5 separate regions of the Mus musculus genome follow, and regions 1, 2, 4 and 5 are each linked to region 3. The links are chromatin contacts, called in public Hi-C and HiChIP or PLAC-seq maps. All regions are on one chromosome and are shown on one strand. The core of a region is the stretch at or near the end of the contact, and the rest is flanking DNA. Distances in the headings are between cores, read along the strand shown.

The links. A called contact is a pair of places that touch in the nucleus more often than the background predicts. HiChIP or PLAC-seq counts read pairs in DNA pulled down with a chosen protein or histone mark.
Region 1: a contact with region 3 is called in an H3K27ac HiChIP or PLAC-seq map of VIP interneurons, with 7 times the contacts expected there. The contact joins two enhancer-like sites. A contact is called at or near these places in 2 of 484 Hi-C or Micro-C datasets (the BV-2 cell line and the N1E-115 cell line), 15 of 115 datasets of contacts at active chromatin or transcription factors (VIP interneurons, craniofacial prominence, embryonic basal ganglia and 6 more) and 3 of 9 other capture datasets (embryonic stem cells, embryonic tail and embryonic trunk).
Region 2: a Hi-C map of the N1E-115 cell line shows a contact between it and region 3, with 6 times the contacts expected there. The contact joins two enhancer-like sites. A contact is called at or near these places in 5 of 39 promoter capture datasets (cranial neural crest, frontonasal cranial neural crest, hippocampal neurons and 2 more), 1 of 15 datasets of contacts at CTCF or cohesin (stem cell-derived epiblast-like cells), 13 of 484 Hi-C or Micro-C datasets (the N1E-115 cell line, adipose-derived mesenchymal stem cells, cerebral cortex and 8 more) and 3 of 115 datasets of contacts at active chromatin or transcription factors (VIP interneurons, embryonic basal ganglia and embryonic forebrain).
Region 4: a contact with region 3 is called in an H3K4me3 HiChIP or PLAC-seq map of the SCID.adh cell line, with 9 times the contacts expected there. The contact joins two enhancer-like sites. A contact is called at or near these places in 2 of 39 promoter capture datasets (embryonic stem cells and liver), 2 of 15 datasets of contacts at CTCF or cohesin (embryonic stem cells and stem cell-derived epiblast-like cells), 50 of 484 Hi-C or Micro-C datasets (the AtT-20 cell line, the G1E-ER4 cell line, the HPC-7 cell line and 16 more), 13 of 115 datasets of contacts at active chromatin or transcription factors (the SCID.adh cell line, astrocytes, embryonic basal ganglia and 2 more) and 3 of 9 other capture datasets (embryonic stem cells, embryonic tail and embryonic trunk).
Region 5: a contact with region 3 is called in an H3K27ac HiChIP or PLAC-seq map of VIP interneurons, with 5 times the contacts expected there. The contact joins two enhancer-like sites. A contact is called at or near these places in 1 of 39 promoter capture datasets (hippocampal neurons), 1 of 15 datasets of contacts at CTCF or cohesin (stem cell-derived epiblast-like cells), 16 of 484 Hi-C or Micro-C datasets (the N1E-115 cell line, adipose-derived mesenchymal stem cells, cardiomyocytes and 8 more), 5 of 115 datasets of contacts at active chromatin or transcription factors (VIP interneurons, astrocytes, embryonic basal ganglia and 1 more) and 2 of 9 other capture datasets (embryonic tail and embryonic trunk).

Annotation. Positions count from the first base shown.
Region 1 is chr8:89,004,121-89,008,807 of GRCm38.p6, reverse strand. No RefSeq gene overlaps it. Among named protein-coding and RNA genes, the nearest start is that of Mir8110, 18 kb to the left of the region's middle. RefSeq lists a cis regulatory region at 1-4,687. Within about 2 kb of position 2,172, at least 54 of the 459 cell types and tissues checked have an H3K27ac peak or open chromatin away from gene starts, as enhancers often do. A contact at or near this core is called in VIP interneurons, where this site is marked.
Region 2 is chr8:88,791,467-88,796,419 of GRCm38.p6, reverse strand. No RefSeq gene overlaps it. Among named protein-coding and RNA genes, the nearest start is that of Gm42034, 46 kb to the left of the region's middle. Within about 2 kb of position 3,584, at least 93 of the 459 cell types and tissues checked have an H3K27ac peak or open chromatin away from gene starts, as enhancers often do. A contact at or near this core is called in the N1E-115 cell line, VIP interneurons and uterus, where this site is marked.
Region 3 is chr8:89,567,987-89,572,296 of GRCm38.p6, reverse strand. No RefSeq gene overlaps it. Among named protein-coding and RNA genes, the nearest start is that of Gm26331, 19 kb to the left of the region's middle. Within about 2 kb of position 2,651, at least 18 of the 459 cell types and tissues checked have an H3K27ac peak or open chromatin away from gene starts, as enhancers often do. A contact at or near this core is called in the N1E-115 cell line, the SCID.adh cell line, VIP interneurons and 1 more, where this site is marked.
Region 4 is chr8:88,947,513-88,952,377 of GRCm38.p6, reverse strand. No RefSeq gene overlaps it. Among named protein-coding and RNA genes, the nearest start is that of Mir8110, 75 kb to the left of the region's middle. Within about 2 kb of position 2,552, at least 28 of the 459 cell types and tissues checked have an H3K27ac peak or open chromatin away from gene starts, as enhancers often do. A contact at or near this core is called in the SCID.adh cell line, where this site is marked.
Region 5 is chr8:88,758,876-88,763,365 of GRCm38.p6, reverse strand. No RefSeq gene overlaps it. Among named protein-coding and RNA genes, the nearest start is that of Cyld, 64 kb to the right of the region's middle. Within about 2 kb of position 2,680, at least 1 of the 459 cell types and tissues checked has an H3K27ac peak or open chromatin away from gene starts, as enhancers often do. A contact at or near this core is called in VIP interneurons, where this site is marked.

The DNA.
Region 1 (4,687 bases), core at 923-3,422, 560 kb after region 3:
TACTCATCCAGCTGTGCAGCAGTAGGGACAGTCCGCCCCAAGCAAGCTAAGCACTAACAGTCCGGTTAGAATGGCATTTTAAAGGCAGAATCTAGAGAAGAGTGTGCAGAAGTGTCTCCGGCTCAAGGGCCCAGGGCTGGGGCCACAGCTCCACATAGGGGAAATAGTTGTAGGTGGTTAGATACAGAAGCCAGAATAAAAAGGCTCATTTCCCACCCAGGAGAGCAAGAGGAGCAGTCTCAGCATCCGCCTACCTCTTCTCTGGAGAGAATGCCAAAGCCACTGGGGCTGAAACGCTAACCATGGTATTTTGAACTATGGAAAAGAACCAGTGGAGAAAAGCCCTAGCCTAGGCTCCCCCTCCCTCAATGCCTTTGTCATTTGGGGGTTGCATTTCTCTTGGAAGAGGGCTGCCCTGTGCATGACTCCCCAACCCGATAGAAACCAATTGTTCCCTTTCTCCCAGGGGATGCCAATCAATATCCCCCAAACATAACCAAATGTCCTTTGGAGAGGCAGGGGACCACTGTTTGGAAGCTTCCAGCTGTACTTCCAGCTGTGTTTGCTGAGGCACAAGTCTGGCCCAGAACTTGGACTGGCTGTATGTGTGCATCTGTGCATGAGGATTTGTCACTGTATGTATGTGTGCCCACGCAAATGTGCTGTGGCCATAGAGTGACCAGCACCCCAGAAAGCCACAGTTCTTCCTGCTGTAATGGTCAGTCCAAATGCAGAGCAGAGGCCAGAATTGAAAAGGCAGGGGTAGACAAAGAGGAGCCCTATTTTATGGCCTCAGAGAACACCTGAGGCTGACAGGCCAACTCTGCAGAGCTGAACACTTCCTGATCTTCCCACGTCACTGATTGGTCTCTGGGTGTCCCTGCCAGCTCTGTGGCCACACAAGTAAGAATGCCAGACTGACAGAGTGGCAGCTCTTAGTAATAGGGGCAGCTTGGAGTTACTTGTATATAGAACATTTTCATTTGTGTGGCCTTTGACTGTCAGTTGGGTGAGATGCCGACAGGAAGTGGGAGGTTCTACCTTCCAGACCTCTATCCCAGGAGCCCTCCCCAAGATTCCCCCTCATTCCCCTGGAAAAGCCAAATAGCTTTTCTTTCAGAGAACCTCCTCCTCAACTTGCATAAGCTTTAGATCCCATAAATTCTCAAACCACGGTACCCTCCATGATTTCCAGTTAGCTATTACCACATTGTAGAATTCGGTCCTGCTTTGGGAGAATAGTAAGGAGAACGAATAAAATACATTGTTTCAATTCACTGGCAGCAAGGAAGAAACCAGTATTTATTTGCATAAGGAAAGCAAAGAGGAAAAGAAAATTGGAGGTCACCCCTTTCACTGGGTGTCAGGTGCTGGGGCTACTGGAAATGTCACACCCACTAGGGTAGAGGAAACCTAGCCACCAAGAGTTCCTGACCAGAGGTTAGGGCTGGAGGGAAGCTGTAGCCTCGGTTGGGAGGGGCTGAGCAGCTGGCTATAGTACTCTTGGCAGAAGCTGGCGGTGGCGTTGCTCTGGATAGAAGCTACAGCCTTAAGCTCCGGGGCTGCCCCCGGCTTTCCCCCAGCCATTGTGAGCCAGTATTGATCAAGCCAGGAAGCAATAGAGCTGCGCAGCTGAAGCCCAGGGTGGGCAGCATTGATCTGACCCCCCCCCCCGCCCCTCGGTTATTACAGGATGCTCTGGCCTGGGGAGTAGCAGGGAGAGTTTGTTTAACGAGGGTTCAGGGTGCTCTTCGCTAGCTGGTTAACTTTAAGTATTGGAATGGAATTGATGCGCACATAATAATATTATGATTCATACAAACCACTTCTCAGGCAACTCAATATATTTCATTACCTCCTTTCTAGCAAATGTATTGATTTCTGTTTTGCGGTTTTATAACACAATTTCAAGGCTGTTGTGGGCTTAATGAGCCGTGTTCTTATGATGTTTAAAAAGATTTGAAGCTATTGTTGAAATAAATATTATGGATTCCCCCCTCCCGAGGCCCCTTCACTCAGCCTGCCACTCCTCCTGGCTCGTCCCCTCCCTCGCGGGCGGAGCTGCGAGCAGAAAGCCGGGGGGCTGCAGCTCCGCCGCCCTTTGTGCCCAGATCAAAGGACCGGAACGCCACAAAGGCGGCCCCACTCGGCCGCGGCCACACACAGCCGCACCTGCAGTGCGGCCAAATGTCATTGTCGCTTCTGCGGGGCGAGCGCGGACGCACCTCCGAGGCGGCAGATGACTAATAACGCTTGATGAGAATTGATGGGAAGAGGCGCGCGGTGCCCAGGGCTTTGTATTAGCTGCCCCGACTTCCCCAGCCTCGGCCGACCGGCTGCACCTGTGGACCCCCTTCCTCTCGGCCTTTATGGAAGTTGACAGATTTTATTAACTTTAGGGAAGAACTTTCCAGCGTGCAGAGGGCCTCAGTTTATTTTGTATTCATGCGAAACGGAAACTGAAAAAGCCCTGTTTACATATTTACCGGCCCCACTGACCTCCCACTGGGACCCCATAAGTCACGCTCCAGATTAACTTTGTCATAGAATTGACTTGGGCGCTGAGGGAGTTGGGACTTGGGGCGTGGGGGGGGGGGGGGCGAGCTGCATGTGTGAGATATATTTTATCAACGAGAGAAAGCTATATTCAATTATCTAATATCGCTGAGGAACCCCCAAAGACTTTCCGAATAGTACCAAAATTGGAATTATTTTTTTCGCAGCAGGTGCGGACCGGGAGAGCATTTGCAAGCAAGCTGGGTAGATTTGCCCTGGGCTAGGTTACCCCATCCGTTCGATTATGCAAAAATGAAAGGAAGCAGTGAGGAACAACCCAACTTTAAACTTCACCCCCTTGGGGGCTTGGAAGTACCAGGCGGGAAATGTGAGTGTGTGATATGCACACATTTTAGCGGCTAAACTGCAACACGTTTCCAGGGGGATAAAGATATGACTCATTCAGTAAAGAGAAGTTAGTGGGGGGTACACTGTCAAACAGCCCAACACAGTGATTTTCAACACCCCCACTCACAGGAGAAAAAAGAAAACAAGACTTTGCTTATAGCCTTTTTAGATGCATTACTTTTTATTGGCACATATTCATTATGCAAAAGACTGGGTTTCATTGTGACATTTCACATCCATATATCATGTCCTTTGCCTCCATCCCACAGTGGTCCTCTTACTCTTCCCAAAGAACCTTCTTCCTACTTAATGTCTTTTAAAAAAATCTAGTTTCTGACTATAAGAGAAAGTAGATAATACTAGTCCGTGAGTCTGGCTTTCTTCCCTTAGCACAGTGACCTCCAGGGCCATCTACTTTCTTGCAGATCATATAGTTTTGTTCTTTATTATTGGGGGGGGGAATCTCTTGTTCATTGTTCATCACACTTTCTTTGTCCCTTCATCTGTCGATGGTACCTAGGCTGATTCCATATCTTGGCTGTTGAGAATAAAGCAGCTCCATACAAGATGTACACATGTCTCAATGGAACAGTGACTTAGACTCCTCCCGCTATGTCTCTGGTCATCTAACAGTTCTCCTTTCACTTTTGGGGGTTTGGTTTGGTTTGGTTTTTTTTTCAGACAGGGTTTCTCTGTATAGCCCTGGCTGTCCTGGAACTCAGTCTGTAAACCAGGCTGGCCTCGAACCAAGAAACCTGCCTGCCTCTGCCTCTCAAGTGCTGGGATTAAAGGCTTGAGCCACCACTACAGGCTTCCTTTTACGTTTTTTGTTTGTTTGTTTGTTTGTTTTGTTTTTTCTTTTTCGAGACAGGGTTTCTCTGTGTAGCCCTGGCTGTCCTGGAACTCACTTTGTAGACCAGGTTGGCCTCGAACTCAGAAATCCACCTGCCTCTGCCTCCCGAGAGCTGGGATTAAAGGCGTGCGCCACCACGCCCGGCTTTACGTTTTTTTAAAGGATCCTTTGTACTGATTTCCACAGTGACTGTACCAATTAACAGTGGCACCAGTACTGTATAAGGGTCCACCAACCCCACCCCATTTTCCCTCAAAAGCATTTGCTATTTTTTTTTAAATAATGGTAGCCATTTAGGCTGAGGTGAGATGGAAATTCACAGTAGTTTTAATTTAATTTTGCTTATGTTCTTAGTTGTCCCTTCTCCTTGGGATATTTCTAGGTTTTCTGACTCACGAAAAAATGGGAGTCTACCGCTATGAACATTCCTGTGATATTAACTGTCAGGTGTTGAGAACACAGCTCAGAGTCAGCTGGTGTGCTGTGTCTTCACTGCACAGCACTGAGCTTTCCGGAGCTTCCTTTTGTGTGGCAGACAAACTTCAAATGAATTGAGGATCATTTTCCCAAGAAACCTTTAAGTTGAGCGATAATAGAAAGTAGTTAGTAGAATATTACACTCTTCATTTGGGCAAGCAGATGGGATGCCTGCTTTTAGATTTAATCGGGGGGGAGGGGGGGGCTTGGCAGACAGGTAGGGATGCCATGTCTTTTAGTTGAAGTCTCTTTCTTTTCAGGAAAGAAAGAAACTGCTTAATAGTCAGTGCCTCCAGCACCCCACCCCCACAGTCAACTCCCCAGCACCTCAGCACTAGTAATGCCTAACTTTTAGTTCTCAGTCCTGATGACATTACAAAGTACAAAGGTCATCTAACAGCAAGCGAATCCATTTTTAACAAATCTATTACACTCTTCCTGTCTTACAAAAAA
Region 2 (4,953 bases), core at 2,335-4,834, 780 kb after region 3:
GTTCGCATGCAGTAGTTCTCAACCTGTGAGTCTCGACCTCCAACTGGGGTCACTTATTAGATATTTACATTACAATTCATAATGGTCACAAACTTACAGTTGCAAAGTAGCAAGGAAATAATTTTATGGTTTGGGCTCATCACAAGGTGAGAGTCATGGCATTAGGAAGGTTGAGGACCCCTGGTTTACGATTTGGTCCATTGCCGCTAAGGAGGGATGGTGGCAGCTTCATCCATTGTATCCGTAATGTGTGGCAGAGATGTCTCACATGGTGGCAGATACAAAGCAGAGAAAAGGTGGGTGGAGCCTAGGATGGGTGTACCCTTCCAAGGCCAGCCCCTAAAGGCCACGCCCATCAGCCAGGCCCCACCTCTTAAAGATCTACAGCCTTCAAGAGAGCATTCTAGTGCTGGAGACCTAGCATCCCAACTGTGAACCTGTGCAGGAAGCCTCAGGTGGAACTGTCACCTCATTATGCATTTGGGTGCTGTTTTAAGTCGCTTCCCAACTGGAAGTTCAATGGTACAATGTTCTTAGTTTACAATCAGCTGTCATAGAAGTATACACCATAGATACCAGCTAACATCACACAGCAAGACTTGATTTATTGTTTGGTTGATTGTCTAGACTTTAAAGAAAACTAGCGGAAAATATTAACAATGCCTCTTAAACTTAAGTGTGTGGCTTCTAAAGCCATTATATGGTTAAGCAGAGCAAAGCATTCAGAAGTTATTTCCCCAATATCCAAAAAACATTTCTCACTCAACAAGAAGGCCTCTCACACCACTGGGAACGGGCAAAGTTTTGACACATATTTAAGTTGTTTTGCTTCCATTGGCCTCATTTATGAAAATAAAGCACTGATAAACTTTACCTCAGACTTGTACCTGTTCATCAGCTGCCACCATCACCTTTCTGTGGGACGGAAAGTGACGAAACCCAGCCAGCATGTTGGGAGAACCGGTGGACTGTAGGGAACTTACAAGAAGCATTGGCTAGATGGTGTATAAACCTCTATTATCCCTTTGCATTTGCAAGTCACATAATTAATTTTGTGGTATACACATACAGTGTTTTTATACCAAGCCAGCTATTGCACATTTATACACTACTGACTCCATTTTCACCCTCACACAACCATGTCATAACATAGATTATCACATATGTTCCATCCAGTGAAACAGGCTCAGAAACGTGTATGTGTGTAAAACACATTCTTTGATCCATGAGAGCTCTAGTCAACCTTGCTGATGTACAGCTGTCAGAAGCCTGGCACTCCATGCTCTTGTGCAAACATCCTAGAAAGTTAACTGGCTCATATCTCTCATACTCCTGGCTCATAGCTCGGGAAACAGAAGGTACAGAATATGGACATGCCATGCAAAGCCAGTGGCGGGGTGGCCCGTGTACTAATTAGGAGCTTCACCTCTGCCCCAGTGGACACTGAGCAGACCTCACTGGCCTTGTTCCACCACACTAGCCCACGAGCATCCCATAAGCCTGATAGGAAGGGGTACCAAGAGATGAGGCGCTATAACGCACTGCATACACTCGGCTTTGCACGGAATATTTTTGTTATTTACCCTGAGTCAAATGAATCCCTTCCAAGTCATCATAGTGCAGATCTAACCAGAAAAGTCGTCTCAGCTCTTCTCGGCTCACCGAGAGCTGAGTAGAATCCTTGAGGATCCAGCAATGGGAGGAGGGAGCCCTCTAGCTGTCCCCCTGTTGTGGTGACCCTACAGTTTCATAGTGGGTCCCTGAATGTGGCAGCTATCAGAAGCCACCATTCTCCAGCCACTGGACAACCAGGGTAGTCGAATACTCCGTCACTCCACATCTTCACAGTGATGTGGCACGTTGGCAATCATTCACAAGGATACAAGCCCTCACACTTCAGCATATCAGACAGTGGCAGAGCCATAAACCCCACAGGCAAACACACACATGTGCACTCAACGAGAGGTACAAATGCATTGGTCACATCTGTGCACTACCAGAGGTACAGATGAACTGCTCAGATGTCCAACGGGCAAGCATGCAGGCTAAGAGCCTTGCATGAAGACTCAGACATTCATTAGACACACACCACCACCCTCAGCCCAGAGAGGGAGTGAACACACACACATACACACACACACACACACCCCAGCAGGCTGCACATTCAGAGACAGGTAGTAGGCTCCCACACTGCCCACTCAAATTGGCTAGCAGCAACAGCAGCAGCACCCAGCCTGCAGGTGCCTGCAGAGGTGCCAGGCTCTGCTGCCACTCAGCCAATGGCAGCAGCTTCCTGCTCCCATCCCACCAACAAGCATATGCATGAAAAGACGAATGTAGACAGGGTGGAGCCAGTGGTGAGAAGGGCAAAAGATGAAATCATAATCCTGCCGGGTTTGTTCATTTCGGTGATAATTAGCGGTGCATTCACGCCGCTTCACCGGCCGCTCCCGGCTGATCCCGCGTGATGGATGCCTAGTGGTGCTGAATGCAAATTAGCATAATTTCATTACCGAGGGACCCGTGAAAAGGTTCAATTATAGAGCAATCTCATTAATACCAGGGCTTGTTAAACTAATAGAAAGAGACAGGCCCCGCAGCTCCGAGAGGAGACACGTGCTCCGAATGCTAGTTCTTGAAGCCCCAGTACCTGGCCACGCCCGCACCTCTACTGCCCTGCAAGCTTGGAGCTGGGATCCTGGCCTCCAAGGCCCAGAGCCTCCAGAGGACCTGGTCCGAGAGGCACAGAATTTAGGCTGAAATGGTCTCTGCTAAAGGCCTAGATCCAGGGCATCGCTGCAGAGCCCTGGGATCACGGTGTGGACGGGACTTGGCCAAAGCATGGGGCATGGAGACTGCAGAGCCATAGGGACAGGCGGATGGAGGAAGGGGATGGCCATCTGTCTAGGGGCCGGCCTTATAACACGTAGGCGCCTCTCTAGAGCCTTTCAGCTGTGGCTCACTTTCTCCATTATTATCAGCCCCATTTAGCCTCAAACTCCTGGCAACCCGACTCTGGAAGGAAAGCAGGCTGGAAGCCATCATCCACATGAGTAAAGAAAAAGTCTACACACACCTCTTTTCTGAACATGGAACTCTAGCTTGATGAGGTGTAGGAGGTCGGAGACACACAACACGGGACCATGTCACCTCTTCCTGGGGCCTAGAGGACTCTCCGATTTGGGTAAGAAGCCTTTGACATGGGGTTTCTTAGAAGTTTAACCTCTCCCTTATTTGACCTTAGCAGAAACTTGTCAAACTTTAACCACCTTGAACCCCCAAGCCCCACCCCCAGGAACCCTGACCAGTAACCTCGGACCTGCACTCGTCCTGCCAGCCTGGAACACGCAGAGGTGGACTATTTGACTTTGCTATATTTTTTTCTCACCTCTGTAATATCTGATTTTTTTTTCTCCTCCTGCAATTGTAAGTAAAACAGAACAAGTCCCCAAATGCCCCCAGTGGGAGAATGAGTCACACCGTTTGTTGCTGCACACACAAAAATATGCAGTGACTCAGAGGGCCCAGCAGAAGAGACCAACCCACAAAAGGCCTCATTGTTCAGACTTTCAAGGTATAGGGGAGGGAGCCAAGTGTCTGCAGGCTGCCAGGCTGCCTGAATCTCAGCTGTTGACACTTGCCGTGGGTGTATTTAGGTTCTGCTTCTGCTGTCCCTCCTCCTCTGTTTGCTTTGCTGTTTTGTTTTGAGACAGGGTTGTACATAGCCCAGGCTATTCTCCAGCTGACTAGTGTAGCCAAAGATGGCTTTGAACTCCTGATCATCCTGCCTCTGCTTCCTAAGGACTGGTATGACGACAGGCCTATACCACCATACCCTGATTAGTTTTCCTTTTACAACAACACAATGAAGACAGGCAATATACGGGTAGCTTATTATTTAGCCAGCAGCTAAAACCATTTCTACTTGCAAACGGTGAAGGCAGAGTAGACCCAGGGCCCCTCCAAAATAGCTGGCCCCTGGGACTCCAGGAGCCACATGACAGGAAAGCCACAGACTAAGCTGGCCTAGTCACACATACCTGTAATCCCAGAAGGCTGAGGCAGGAGGATCTTCATGAGCTGGAGATCAACTTGAGTTATAGAGTGAAATGCTCTGGAAGGGAAGAAAGAAGTCGGGGATGGGTATTGCCGGCTACAACAGAGCATCAGAGAAGGGACAGGGATGAGATGAGAGCTTCCTGGGCCTGTGACCATGGTAACAGGCTGGTCCCTGGGTAGACTTATGGGACTGTGGGCAAAGAAAGGTCTTAGCACTGTGGGAGATGCATCTGGCAACTTCAGAGTTAGAACATGAACCTTCCATAGAGATGTATGTGGAGGGTGGGAGCCAGGCTAAGTCCCCATTGATCCCAGCAAGCCACTACTCAAAGTGATAAATTGGCAAGTCCTGGCAGCAAGCACACATTACTGGGGGGGAGGGGATGGTTAGGAGCTATTGGGCTAAAGTGAGCCTGTGGACTCTGGGGAATACTCTGGGTTACAGCAGGAGCTACATATAGCTTTTTTTTTAAGAAAAAAATTATTAAAGAGCCTTTGCTTATACGCCTGATGCATCTAATGCATCCAACCCCCCTCACCCAGAATGTTTTAGCCACCCCTTAGCTGACCTCAGTAAAAATGGGTCAGGATGAAGACAGGGGTTGGGGTTGAGGTGACCTGTATGTTTGTATTCACACTTGTACACGCACCCCAAAACCACTACTCTTCTGCAGAACAAGGGCCAGGTCTCTATTTTCTTGAGCCAACCCTTTGTCACAAATAGTCCTCCTCTTAGGACAGGCAAGGCTTTGTGTACAGGCTTACTGATGGTGGATTTTATAGAGGGGACTCAGGTTCAGCTCAACCACTTTCTGGGCGGCTTGAGCAAACCACACGACTCTCTGTCTATTCTCCCTTCCTTAAAATAAGCCGGCCAGTGGGGTCTGGGCTGGC
Region 3 (4,310 bases), core at 1,402-3,901:
AAATCCTACTTCTTGAATGCTAGAAACCTGGGCCAAGATCTCTGGGGACCTTTTACAAACCTATCCATCTTCCCCGGTTTACACACTGAACAGGCCTTGAGAAACGGCTTCTCCTGCGCAGTTTTCTCTCTACACAGTGTCGCTTGCCTACTCTTTATGGTTTTGTGCAAACAGGGCTGGCCAGCAGCCCGAACCCCAAGCGGAAAAAGGTTCTGAGCCCTTTACACTTTACCTAGTATAGCCCTCTGCGACCGGGGCGATTTAGGTGACGCACCTGCTGCCAGCAGATGGCGCTGCGCCGCACGTTTTGATACTGGTGTGCTTGGATGGCACTCATGGAGGGGACCTCTCAAAGTTTTGAGTGTGTGTGTGTGTGTGTGTGTGTGTGTGTGTGTGTGTGTGTGTGTGTGTGTGTGTGTGTGTGTGTGTGTGTGTGTGTGTGTGTGTGCCATTCCTGGGCTGCAACAATGTTTGTGGAATTAAGCAGTGATTTCCTTTAGTCTGAGCCACTCGTCCTGGCTGTGTGTTAAGGCCTAAATAATAAAGTTTGCCATACAGTGTGTTTTTTCTTCCTAGTGAAACCAGGAGTTTCAAACACATATGATGTCCTCACCCTTACTGTGTGGTTGTCAGCTAGCACAGGTCTGCATTTTCTGATCAAATCACTTCTGCAGCTTCCATAGTAGCAGGCAACACGCTTTGGGAGACAAAGAAGTGCTGAAAGAAAAGAAAGTAAGTAAGATCACCTAAGATTTTCTTTCTAAACAAACAAGGGAGTCCTCCTCCCCCTCCTCCCTTCTGCCTCTTCTTCCTTTTATTATTATTATTATTATTATTATTATTATTATTATTATTATTATTACATTTTTATCCCCTCCTTCTCTTCTTCTCTTTTATTTTCTTTTTTAAAAACTGGGCTTAAAAAAGAAAGCCTGAATTGTTAGGAGTAATATCAATATCAAGCCATTTTCAGAGAGAGAGAGAGAGAGAAGACTTTGGCTGCTTGAAGATGGGGTTGCTTTTTGTGACCTCTGGAAACACATGGACTCAATGACCATAAATAAAAAACTTGTGGAGAAAATGTAGGGACGTGGGGGAGAAAGGTCCAGAGTTTAAGGACCAAGTCAAACTGCAATGGGGTAAGGCAGATAGGAGGAGCCACAAGGATGACTTCCCTCTGCCAAGGGCCTGCGTTGGTGAGGTTTCACTATGTATTTAATGTTGCCATAAAATTCGTCTTCTCGGAGTAAACAAGGCCAGTCTGCATGCAACTCCATCAAGACATACGCAGCGTTGTTTGGGATAATGGATTTGATGGGAGTGAAAACAGTGGGGATTAAATGGACCCAGAATGGATAAATATAACTAATTGTCATCCCTTTCTATCCACATAAACATCCCTAGCACTGCAGAAAGGGAAGAGGGGGGCACCCTGCAGATACTCCTCTTAACTGACTGATGGCGCTGGGGCGGACAGAGTTCTAAAGACTTTCCCTCTGCCCTCAGTGAATTCGGCTTTTATGACCCCCACCCCCACCCACCCCCAACTCTGCAGTGAACACAAGAGCTGTACAACCCTGTTCAGAATAACTTCAAACTTCGTTTTCAACAATGTGGCTGGAACTTTTGAAGCTTGCAGAAGAACTCAGCTACTTTACACACACACACACACACACACACACACACACACACACACACACACACACACACTCACACACAAGGCAAAGCCTGAAATCAAACTTTAGAATTTTAAAAAGTTTTCATCGAGGGATCTGATTACTGCATGTGTGCACAGAGAGGGATAATATTAATGATTGCAATGGACTCTTTCTCACTGCAAGATTCGCTGTTGATTTTGTTATTTTGTCGCCCCCCCCCACCTCCCCCCAGCTGAGGACAGAACCCAGGCCCCTGTGCTTGCTAGGAAAGCACTCTACCACTGAGCTGAATTCCCAACCCTCACTGCTGATTTTGTAAATCGAGAATTATTGCTGCAAGCTTAGACAGTGCCTAGACATATACCTCGCACTAAAATACATCTATTTAAAGAAAGAAACATTTACATAGCTTTAAAAAAAACCTGTCACTTGACGCGGTAACTCCATTTGCAATGATTCAATAAATATAGTGTTTAACATTTGAAATGTATTTAAATCTGTTTTCACTTCTTTTAAGCTAAAGTTCAAAGACATTTGCAACCGAATGTCATTTATTATCAAGGCATGCTATTCATACCCGAATAGTGTTAGTATAGAAAAATGAAACTTCGAGTCTGTGAGTCATAGCAGTGTCTAAGGCTTACTCAGTAAAGCCAGCATGGCAACCTCTATCTGTGATCTCCGGAAGCTGATTTTTTTTTTTGATAGAAACTTAGAGCTGTCTTTCAAACAGAATCATCTGAAATTTAAAATTAGCCAAGGATTACAGTTTGCAAGAAGGCGTGTCTCCACCCCCAGTGTGAACCAGTGTCGTCAAAGTGAAAGGGGGAAGAAGGAAGGAATGGAGAAGATGTGGTTGTTTTGACACAAGGGAGAAAAGCTTTAGTGCCGTTTCATTTTTAACTTCATTTCAAATTATCTCCCAACCACCCTGGTATTTCTGCATGGAGATAATCACATCTCATCAGCTTGCGCCAGACCCGGCAGCTACGCAGCCAAGAGCTAACGTGGCTTCTCAGATCCGACCACTGAACACAGCTACAGCTCCGCAGAAGAATGGTGGGAACTGGCATGGCTGGATGCCCACCAGCCCCTCCAATATTTTGATTTTGTTTTTCTTTCTCTGGGTAACGTTAATTGTCCACAAGGTGTGTGAGGATGCCTCCCCTGGGACAAACCCCCAGAAAGGGAAAACACGAGGTTAAGAATGCATCACAAATCTGCCCCAGGGATGATAAGGATTTAGACTTGTTGACTAGCTGTGCAAGAACGGCCAGCTCGTGGATTCATGCACAGAAAACTGAAGAAGGCTCTTCTTGAGAAAAGTTAAAAAAAAAAAAGAATAAAATAAAAAGAATGGGTGTTTGGGAGACGGGAAGGCGATCCTGGTTTTAGACATAGGCCATCAGTTACTCCTAGAAACATTTGGGAATTCCCTGTCATTGAGCTTGAATGGGGACGCTGGGATGGTTTGTTTTAACACTGATGCATGGAAAATGAAGCCCCGCCCCCCACACCCTCTTAATGTTAGAAAAACTCCTATGTAAATGATGGACTGCCTTATCTTGATACCATTTGTCTTAACTTCGCTTCCTCTCACTTCAGTCATTTAATTTGTACGGCTTCCAAATCAGAGTGACTGTCATCTATTAGTCTCCTTGGTGACAGAGGGCAGGGGGCTGTTGTATTGGAGTTAATAAAGCAGAAACACAAGCCTAATTATTGGGAAGATAAACCACGCTGGCAGGGTTTTGTCCTCTAGGGTTGGAAGTCTTGGTACCCAGATATTTTGGAGTTGAGTCCCTATGCACAGGGCACACAGTCGGCAGCAGGTGGGGACACATGTTTTTAGGTTCCTGATACTGGTACATTTCAACAATCGGCATCCCTAGAGGGTGGGGTGGCACTGCCAGGGAGCAAACCTACCATCATTAATCAAATGAGATCTGTGCCGGGGCACGGGGCGGGGGCTCAGAAATGCAAGGGGTGAAGCTGGAAGAAAGTGGTGTTTTGGTTACAAGTGTAAGCATGTATATGTAAGCAGAGCCTGTGCACACATATATCGAGTAGCTCAGTGTAGTATAGTGAGCTGTGAATGTGTGTATGTGTATGTGTGTGAGAAAGAGTGTCACAGAGAGAGTCTTGCCAGCACTTAGACTATGGAAAAATTTAAACATGCATATATATATACACATACATATATATACACATGTATGATATGTTAGCATAGATGCAGTGATCTAAATGTTAGCGACTGAAACCTCAATTTATTGATTATTGAGAAGTCCAATTTTGTTTCTATAGGTTGATGCACACACATGACTATATGTTACTTATGCAAGTTGCTCATGTCTGAGAACTTGACCACCTAGATAGTTTTTCAGACATATTTATGGCCACTCCAATGTTATCAATGCTACTGTTGGCCTCCTGGGCTCCCCAACTCTGGAAACAGAGAGGAACAGACAGGAAAGTCTACCGGTGTGGATAAAGTCAGGAGCAGGAGGAGACAGTCCTAAAGAAAGAGGGAAAGGGGATGGAGTTCCTGGCACCTATTGCAGCTGCACTGCGAGCTGCCGCAAAGTGAAGGCTGAGTCTGGAGAATGATTCTATTAGTGTAGCTTTGTCCAACAAATATTAAAATTGCAAAGT
Region 4 (4,865 bases), core at 1,303-3,802, 620 kb after region 3:
CGCATCAACATTAAAGGCAACACGCTAAATTAAACAAACCATTCACAAAAGGACAAATCTTTTAGGAGCCCACTTACCTGTGATACCTAGAATGGTCTGACACACACAGATGAGAGGCACAATGCTGGTTGCCCGGGGCAGGAAGAGAAAGAATAGGCCATTCTCTTATGGGGACAGAGTTCCAATTGGGGGGGGGGGGTGTTAGAAAGTTGTCTCTTATCAGTGAAGCACTTTCCTTGTGAGTGTGGGGAACTGAGTTTGAGATGCCTGTCTCAATAAAAAGGTGACTGTTCCCCAGGAAGCAACTCATGAGGTTGTCTTCTGACCACTACACGATTCTCACCTAGGTGCGGACCCATGAACACGTGCACACAGGCAAACACACACAGAGAACTGTGTGGCCGGTGGTATAGTTGCCAAGCAACGAGACGAGAATAGTGCACTTAAAATTGGTGACTGTAGCTACATGCATATTTCACCACAACCAACATGAGAGCAAATTTCAAAAATACGAATTACTCACCCTGGGAATGTCAGATTAAAAATAAACATATGACTAAAGAAGACACGCTGCGGGACCAGGTGGCTTGAGTCAAGGTACACTGGAGCCTGTGAGTATCGGGCTCCCACCACGCCCTCCCTGCTTCTGAGGGAGAAGGCATGCTGGGATGGATGGCCAGGCTCCGGGCTGACTTCCTGTTCTGTTGCCCTCTCCCCCTGCGTATTAGCTTCGCCATCTTTGGCCCTTGCGTCTGGGCATCAGAGGAGCCTCCTCTCAAGGAACCCAGCATCCCCCTCTCCCTCATTTGCTGGTGGGGGACTAGAGAGCTTTCTGACTTGGCCTTGGTAGATGTTGGCTTTCTTTTTTGAGGAAAAAAAAATAAGGTTTTGTCTTGTTATTTTGAGATAGGTTCTATGTTGTCCGCGCTGGACTCACTGGAATCACAAGTGTGTGCCGTCATACCCTGCCTTGCATGCGTTTTGAAACAAAGCCAGGCAAGTGTGTGACCTGTGTAGTGTGGAAGAAAGCGTTTGTCTGACTGTTACGTCAGAGCTTTGAGATCCAAGCCTGGTCAGCCACCGTGGTCTCACCCTTCATTCACTACCGCCTTCTGTTTTCTGTGTACCCAGGAAAGAAAGCACTCCCAGCTTTGATCAGCATCTTAGTTAAGGTCTCTCTCTCTCTCTCTCTCTCTCTCTCTCTCTCTCTCTCTCTCTCTCTCTCTCTCTCTTTCTCTCTCTCTCTCTTTCTTTTTGGTTTTTCGAGACAGGGTTTCTCTGTGTTAGCCCTGGCTGTCCTGGAACTCAGAAATCGCCTGCCTCTGCCTCCCAAGTGCTGGGATTAAAGGCGTGCGCCACCGCGCAGCTTAGTTGAGGTTTCTATTGCGCTAAGAAAACACCATGGTAACCTCCTCCTTTGGGGAGGAAAGGATTAATTTCCCTGACATTTCTATATCACGGTCCTTTATTCAAGGAAATCAAGACAGGAACTCAAGGTTGTAGTGTGCAGTTATAAAAATCAATCCACACTATGGCTGGCGAGGCACCGGCAACGGCGGTCTCTCCGCGCCCATGGCTATCCCCATTTTGGCTTGGAAACGGCAGCTAACCGCAGGAACCTGGGCAGACCGCCGCGGCTTGGGGCTTTCCTTGGGTGTGGGAAGACCGCCGTTGCCGTTGCCGTTGCCTAGCCGGCCATAGCATGGATTGACTTTTATAATTACACGCTACAAAGGTAAGGGAGGTGGAACGGAGGCCATGGAGGAACACTGCTTACTGACTTGCTCCTCGTGGCTTGCTCAGCTTGCTTTCTTATGTGACGTGGCACCCGGCACTGTCTGCAACGAGCCTTCCGCATCAATCGCTAATTACGGAAATGCTGTAGACTCGCCAAGAGGCAAATCTTATGGACACACTTTCTCAATGGAGGGTCCTTCTTCCCGAATGACCCTAGTTGTGCTGAGAGGACCTTAAATTTACCAGGGAAACAGGAAAATTTGGGAGCTTGAGACTCTTCAAGCTACCAGGCTTAAGGAAGGTTCTGGGGTATAGCTCAGGGCCAGAAGAAAGCTGACCTGCTCCTTGTCTGCTGTGGAGCTTCCAGGAAGAAACTGAGATATATGTCTCTGGCTCTGGATCTGGGAGGCTGGGGGTGGGGGGGTATAGGGCAAGTGTCAGGTGTTAGGGTGTGGGAGCTTACGCAGGAGGAAGAGGGCCTGTGGCGAAAAGTCAATTGCCGAAAGCGTCTCTTGTATACTGGAGACTCCTCATTGGCTGGGGAGGTGGCCAGTGAGTCAGGCAAGGAGAGAGAGTATCAACCCTGGAGCCCAGTGGCCCGAGTCTTAGAATCTGTCCTGCCATTTACTGACCTAAGTCAGTTCCCGGCATCCATTCCACAAAAGCCAGCTGCTTCAGGAGGCGCTGAGAGCTCTGCTCTTGTCAGCCCACCATCAGTGCCTGGCGCACCTGAGGCAGATGGCGGAGCACAGGCTCCTCATTAGAGCAGCACTGACCTAAGGCTTACAGGCCTGGGCAGCTCTCTGCCCCTCGGGTGGGAGCCTCTGGCCTACTAGAAACAGAGCTGAGGGGCTGGCTTGGACCAGCTGGGAAAGAGGTTATGAAATAATAATCAAGGCAGCTGTGCCCTGAAGATGTTCTAGAAGGCTCTCTCCTTCCTTCCCTGGTTAGCCATGATGAGAAGTCAAGAGGAAATGGCGGACTTAGTAAATCAACTGGGGATGCGGCGGGCAAGAAAATTTCCTTTGAGGTCAGTCTTCAGTTCAGACTGCCTCTCTAGCTGTGTGGCTCTGGGAGAGTTGTTTAACCTCTCTGAGCTTCAGCTTCTTGCCTATCTCTAATTGACACATAATTAGTGTGCATATTTTTGAGGCAGGGTAAAACCCTTCAACACATTGTGCAGTGATTGTCTGGGGAACCTCATCCATCCCCCAGCCGTCGTCCTAGCTGTCCTGAGACCCACAATCACAGTTCGCTCCAGTTGTAACTGAGCTGTGGAGCACCAGCTCCCTCTGCCCTGTCCTGTCCTCAAGTCCTTAGCAGGCACTGGGCAACAGGACGTTTCCGTGATCTCTGTGCTCCGTGGCTGTAATCCTTCGAGTCACCTCATCTGTCACCTGGGACGGTGCCACAGCCCCTATTAATACAGCCACACGTGGCAGTGCTGTGCTCGGGTGCCACGCTCTGGCTGCCTGTGCGGGCACAGGGCCTATTTTTAGCGCGTTATGTCTGTAATTATGTAGTTTCGCTGCCTTGCAAATGCGTATCTGCTCTGGGGAGAGGTTACGCTTCCGTGATCTGTTATTTTTGATAGGGCAAGATGTGCAAAGTCTCTTTGAAGCCGTGCCTCCCTCCAGCCCCAACTACCCTGAAAACAGTTCTGGGAATTCCTGGTTGCCAATCAGTCAGCAACCATTGTAACATTGGCGTATCAATGGGGCAGACACTAGCTCTGTTCCCTGGGGTCAATTCAATCTGTTTATAATTTTTGATCAATCTATAGTTTTCGAAAGTCGAGGATTCCTTTGCGGGACTGGATCTTTGAGGGATCAACAGAGTGTGGGTGTCAGCAAGATGGGGAGTGAGCTCCCACGCGAGCCACAGCTCTAGCCAGGAAGGGCCTTCAGAGGGATTTTTGACTCCAGAGGAAAGAGAGTGGGCAATGTAGGGGTCAGCCCAGGTGAGACAGAGCTGGGCGGAGACTTGGCTGGAGCAGGGGCCTGGTGGCCCTCGCTGTGACAGATTAGGAGATTAGAAGCTCTCTAGAGCTTGAAACTCTGCTCTAGGTCAAAGAGCATCTGCTTGTAGGAGGAAGGCATGATCCGAGGCCCTTCAGCAGGGCCCAGCCAGGCCTGCAGGAACCCAGAGATAAAAAGGAACCTCAGAAGTGAGTCACCCAGGGAAAGCAACACTGTTCACTCAGTCGCTCATTCTTTCACTCGACAAACCTGCACAGCACAACCACTGTCTGGTTGCTAGAGACAAACCTTCACAGCACATCTACTGTCTGGCTACCAGGGAGACATCAGAACGTCCAGTTTGCTCACACAGTAACTCCTGCCTCCCACAAATTAAGAGTCCTGAGGGCCCTCATTCCTGCAGAGCAGAGACATAAGTGCAGGTCCTGCCAAAGCAGCTGAAGTTCATGGCCGGGACTCTGGTGGTGGTCTCTGCTGGGTAAATGTAGAAGGGAATTCAGGGTCCCTCAGACTCCTCACAGTCCTGGGCTCACTGAGGAGACACCAAGTGACCACGCTACTGTAAGAAGCCTTACCACCAATGGTGGAAAAGCCACAAGACTGCCAGACTCACAGCTCAAAAGATCAAATTCTCCATGCAGAGGCGTGGGACGGATGGTGACAGCTGTGGTGGCCTGTGGACAGGATTCACAGGTCCATTTGTGTCTCTACCTCTATCCTTTATCCAAACACATCTGTTGCCTTTCTTTGTTACATACAACAGAGGTTTAAGTAGAGACCATAAGGGCACATGAGAAGAAGAAAAGAGAAGTCTGCCTGGACAGCATCTCTTACTAACACAGTACTGTCCTTATTAACTGTATATATTTTAAATACAGAATAGGGACTGTAACTTTTGGTGTGTGTGTGTGTGTACATGTGTAGAACCCAAAGGCCAGCCTCAAGTATCATACTTTATAATCTATAAAAAATAAAATGTCTGCTTTGCTTTTTGAGGCCTGGCTTGTCATTTAGACTGAGCAGGCTGGCTACGTAGCCTCAGGGATCTGTGTGTGTTACCGCCCATCAATGGGATTATAAGTGCTGAGTCATCATACCTTGCTTCTTTTTTTTTTTTTTTTTAATATGGCTTCTGGGGATTAAATTCAT
Region 5 (4,490 bases), core at 1,431-3,930, 810 kb after region 3:
GTGGTGCAAAGGGCGGGCAGACTTCCCTTTCTCCTGAACTAAACTGCCAATTTTCAATTGTTGACAATAGTGCCATATTCCCACTCTGCTTCGGTGGCACTTGTCAAATGTCAATGGATTATGTAGATATGGTTCTATTTTTAGACCTTTAGTTTTGTCCCATTGATCTATATGACCATCTTTATGTAAGTATCATACATCTTGGCTATGGTATATATTTTATGAGTCTGAAATTAATATTAGCCCTCCAGCTTCCTGTTTTTGTTTATTCTAGATCCTTCATTTTCCGTATCAATTTAGAAACAAATTGGAAATTTCCATACAAATTTGGATGAAATTTTGACTGGTATTACACTGAATCTTACAAACATGGTTGGGGGATGAACTGATCAGGTTTCTCCATAGAAACAGGGTGTGTGTGTGTGTGTGTGTGTGTGTGTGTGTGTGTGTGTGTGTGTGTGTGTGTGTGTGACCATTAGGTAGAAAGACATTAGAAAAAAGTATTTAAGGCCCTTGGTGAAGTAATAATAAACACTATATTGAGGGCTGGCAAGATGACTCAGGGGGAAAGGACACTTGCCACCAAGTTCAATTCCTAGGACCCAATAGTGAAAAGAGGGCATAGGGTTCCAGAAGTTACTCTTTGACTTGTCCTCTGTGTTGAGAGGACATTTATAGAAAAGAGATAAAGAATTATTTTTTTAAGATTTATTTGTTTTATGAATATACACCTTCATTCCAGAAGAGGGCATCAGATCCTGTTACAGGTGATTGTGAGCCACCATGTGGTTGCTGGGGATTGAACTCCAGACTTCTAGAAGAGCAGACAGTGTTCTTAACTGCTGAGCAATCTCTCCAGCCAGCAGAAATATGTTGACTGCAGGAAATACTCCATCTCTTGGCTTGTGGCTGTTATGTGACATAAATATCATCAAAGCTCACTGAGTTGGGGCTTGGGAGTGCCGTTTGGTAGCAGAGAGCCTCTCTAGCCTGTGAGAGGCCATGAGTTCGATCCCTGCAAAAAGGGGAGTTTAATGACCAAGAACTGGGGCCTCACCAGGGCTTCACGTGTGAGAGGTGAGCACACCACCTTCGAACTGCAGCCCCTCATTACGCTTTTGACAGTGCTGTTTACTGCGTATGAACTTTGCCTCTCTGAACTGGGCAAACGTGCAATGTTTGAGAAGCTCTGCCTACAAGCCAGACTCTGAACTGACCCGTTCCCGTGGAGTTGCTAGTGCTCATGTGGAACATGATTTGTTCCATGTGGTCCTAAGACCGGTCCTGAAGTCAGCACATGCTAAAAAAGGAGGGAATGCAGAAGACAGCTCCAGGCGTAGGTCCTCCGTCTTAACCCCTCCCCGTGTCTGTTGGAAAGTAACACAGACTGGTGCATTTAAAAGAAAAGATGTTCATTTGGGCTCGAGGTTCTGGAGGCTAGTAACTCCAAGAGCAAAGAGGCAGCATCTGATGAGGTTACAGGAATGTGTGGGAGGGTCAAAAACCACGCATGCGCATGCAAAAGGAAGGCCTCACTACAGAGCTCACCTCTTGACACAGGTGCTCCTATGCAACTAGCCTACTCCAGTGGGGGCATTAACCCTTCTTAATGACCATCTCCCACCCCCAACCTCACCATGGTACCAATTGATGTGCCTGCTGTGTTAAGCCAAGCCCTCCCTCTCTCCCTCCCTCCTCTCCGTAGAACATGGTCACTGGCTGCCTGCATGGTAGACTTGGTGCACGTTGCTTCTGATACCTCCAAGAACTTTACTCACTTCTTCAAGCCACCTAGTCAGAATATGCCTTCTAGCCAGATCCCACAGAGCCCTGGGATGTATTCCCTTCAGATGTATTCCCAGGTCCCAGATTCATTTCTATAACCCTGATGACTGACAGGCTCTAATCTCCTAACGAGCTCACCTCTGTTCCCAGCCTCATTTGAGTCTGGCTTGTTTTACTTAGCATAAGGATCTCCAATTGCATCCATTTCCTGCAGGTGACAGTTCCTTCTTTACAGCTGAATAAAATCCATGCATTATATAGGCTACATTTTCTTAACCATTTATCTGCTGGCAGACATTTAGCCTGACCCCACGTCCTAGCTGTCGTGAATACACATCTGTTATATTTTAGGCACAGTGTGAGACTAACAATGATCACAGATAAATAGAATGATAATAACAAGTTGACACAGTGAACGTTATCTATAATTTATGAATTGCTCACTCTGGAACTTTCAGACCACAGTTGGCTGAGACCACAGTAAATGAAAAACTAAGACGCACATAGGAAAAGGTGGTTATCCTTTGATTCAAATTTTGTTGTGGAAGTAAGAATAGGGCAATTTCGGGAATTTAGAAGCATGTCAGAAACCTCAGCCTATGCACTCAGATTGCTTCAGGAGCATCTATGCCACTCAGCCTTTTAAAAGGCGAACTTGGTGGCTGGGATGTGCTGGTGAGAGGGTGTGGTCTCTGAGAAGCCAGAACACTGAATTTAGAGCAGTCAGCCCCAAGGAACTCTACAGAACCCCAGTGAGCTCCCACCTCTCCCACCGCCTGGACAGCAGTCTCTTTACCAGAGCCTGCCTTCTGCGCTCCAACCGCCTTCCCACCTCCCTCCCTACGTCCCCGTCCACTCATCCCCAGCCCGGCCATCTGCACTGTCCACACAGCCAACCCTCCCACCAAAGCTGCCTCCCTTTGTGTTCTCTATGAGGACTCTTGGTCTTCAGCCACTGTAGGGGCTGAAACTGACAAAGTCCAGAGCAGGCTCACAGAGGAGGGACACAGGCTTTGTGGGGAGGCTGCAGGGGACCAAGAAGACAGCTTTTTCTTTTGCGAAGCTTTGCTGTGGTTCCTGAGTCCATCCCACTACAGCTGCTCTGCTCTTCGCACGGTCACCAGATCTTTTCTTCTCCATTTTCTTTCTCTTTCTCTTCCTCCCTCCCTCCCTCCCTCCCTGCCTCCCTCCCTCCCTTCCTTCCTTCCTTCCTTCCTTCCTTTCATTTCTGTTGTTGTTGGTTTTTTACAAGATCCCGCTATGTGGCCCCCATTGACTTCAAATGCAGTTCTCCTCTGTCACCCTCTCATGAGCTGGGATTATCGCCACCGTGGTTCCTAGCCCACCGTGGCTTCTTTAACAGCTCACAGTTCAATGGACATTGTAGTCCAAGGGTTCATTTCCTTGTCCACCACATCCCTGCAAACTCAGCAGCATGACTGACATCCCGAGAGCATGGGACTGAAATAAGGAATTCCACTTTCTTCCATCTTTGATTCTCCTTAGCCCTGTGAAGGATTGAATAGTCTAGGCCAACACTGGAGGCTGAGGGTGGGGTTGGGGAGGGGTCCACCCTCCCGAGTTCCTGGTTCAGATGTCATTGTTTCAAACCACTACCATATATACAGTGCCCCCTACCAACCAGTGTTGACTCTGGACAATATTGACCTACTAAGGCTGACGTATGAAATTAACTGTTACCATGGTAATTATTCCCACTGAGCAGCAAACTCGAAGGATGTGTGGAGCATGCAAAGCACACTCTCTGGCCATTTGTCATCTTTCTGGGCAAAGACGGCAGAGGGAGAAGCAGAAGAACTCTGGGGGGAGCCATCACTTTTCTCTCTTCTGTATCAGCTTTCCCACTCACATCTTAGTCTCGGGGAGAGAAGCTCAGAGCAGCCACCAAGAACTCTGTGGAAACCCTGTCTTTCTTAGAGACCCCTATACTGACTCCCCCAGGAATCCCTGCTGACTAGATGAAGGCCATAGAAAGGGTGCTGGATTCTCTCAGACAGAGTTTGGTGCCTGGCTCCATCACAGCTCAGTCAAGACATCCTGGGTGAGTCACTTCCCTTCAAAGATGGCGACACTAAGGTCCACCCCTTGATGCAGCAGGCTAGCTGAATGCATGCAATACACTTGGTCTTTGATAAGTGAGCAGAGGGTGAGAAATAGTGGTCTCCTTCCAGCCAAGGTCTTGGAGGGTCAATCCATAGCCATTCACTTCTTCCTTCTTCTTGAGACTCCTGTCTTGGGGCAGGCTCTGAGACTCATCGCCAAGTGAAATCAGAAGGCACGCTGCAATGGGAGCCGCAAACAGCTGTGGGACCTGGTGACCTAGTGACCTAGTGTCTCCGAGCTATGAAGCTGAGAGCCCTCGTACTGAGAGTCCTTCCTTGGAGATCACTGTGGTGTGGGCTTGGGAAGGTTCCCCTGCTGCCTGGGCGGCATCTGGGCCAACCAAGCCTAGGGAAGATAAATGTGTGCAGTGGCCAGCTTCCTGGCCTGGAGGAAGAGCAGGTGCTGATTCTAAGGGTGGGGGTGGGAAGCAAAGGGGAGGGGCAAGGGGAAGAGTCACCACTGGTGGTCCTGGTAAGCAGTGGGGAGTGGGAAACAGACAGAGGAACCGGAATTTGCTGTGCTGAGGTTGGAGGGACAAGGAAGTCGCCCACAGGTGACAGTCACTTGCCACTGTGCAGGAC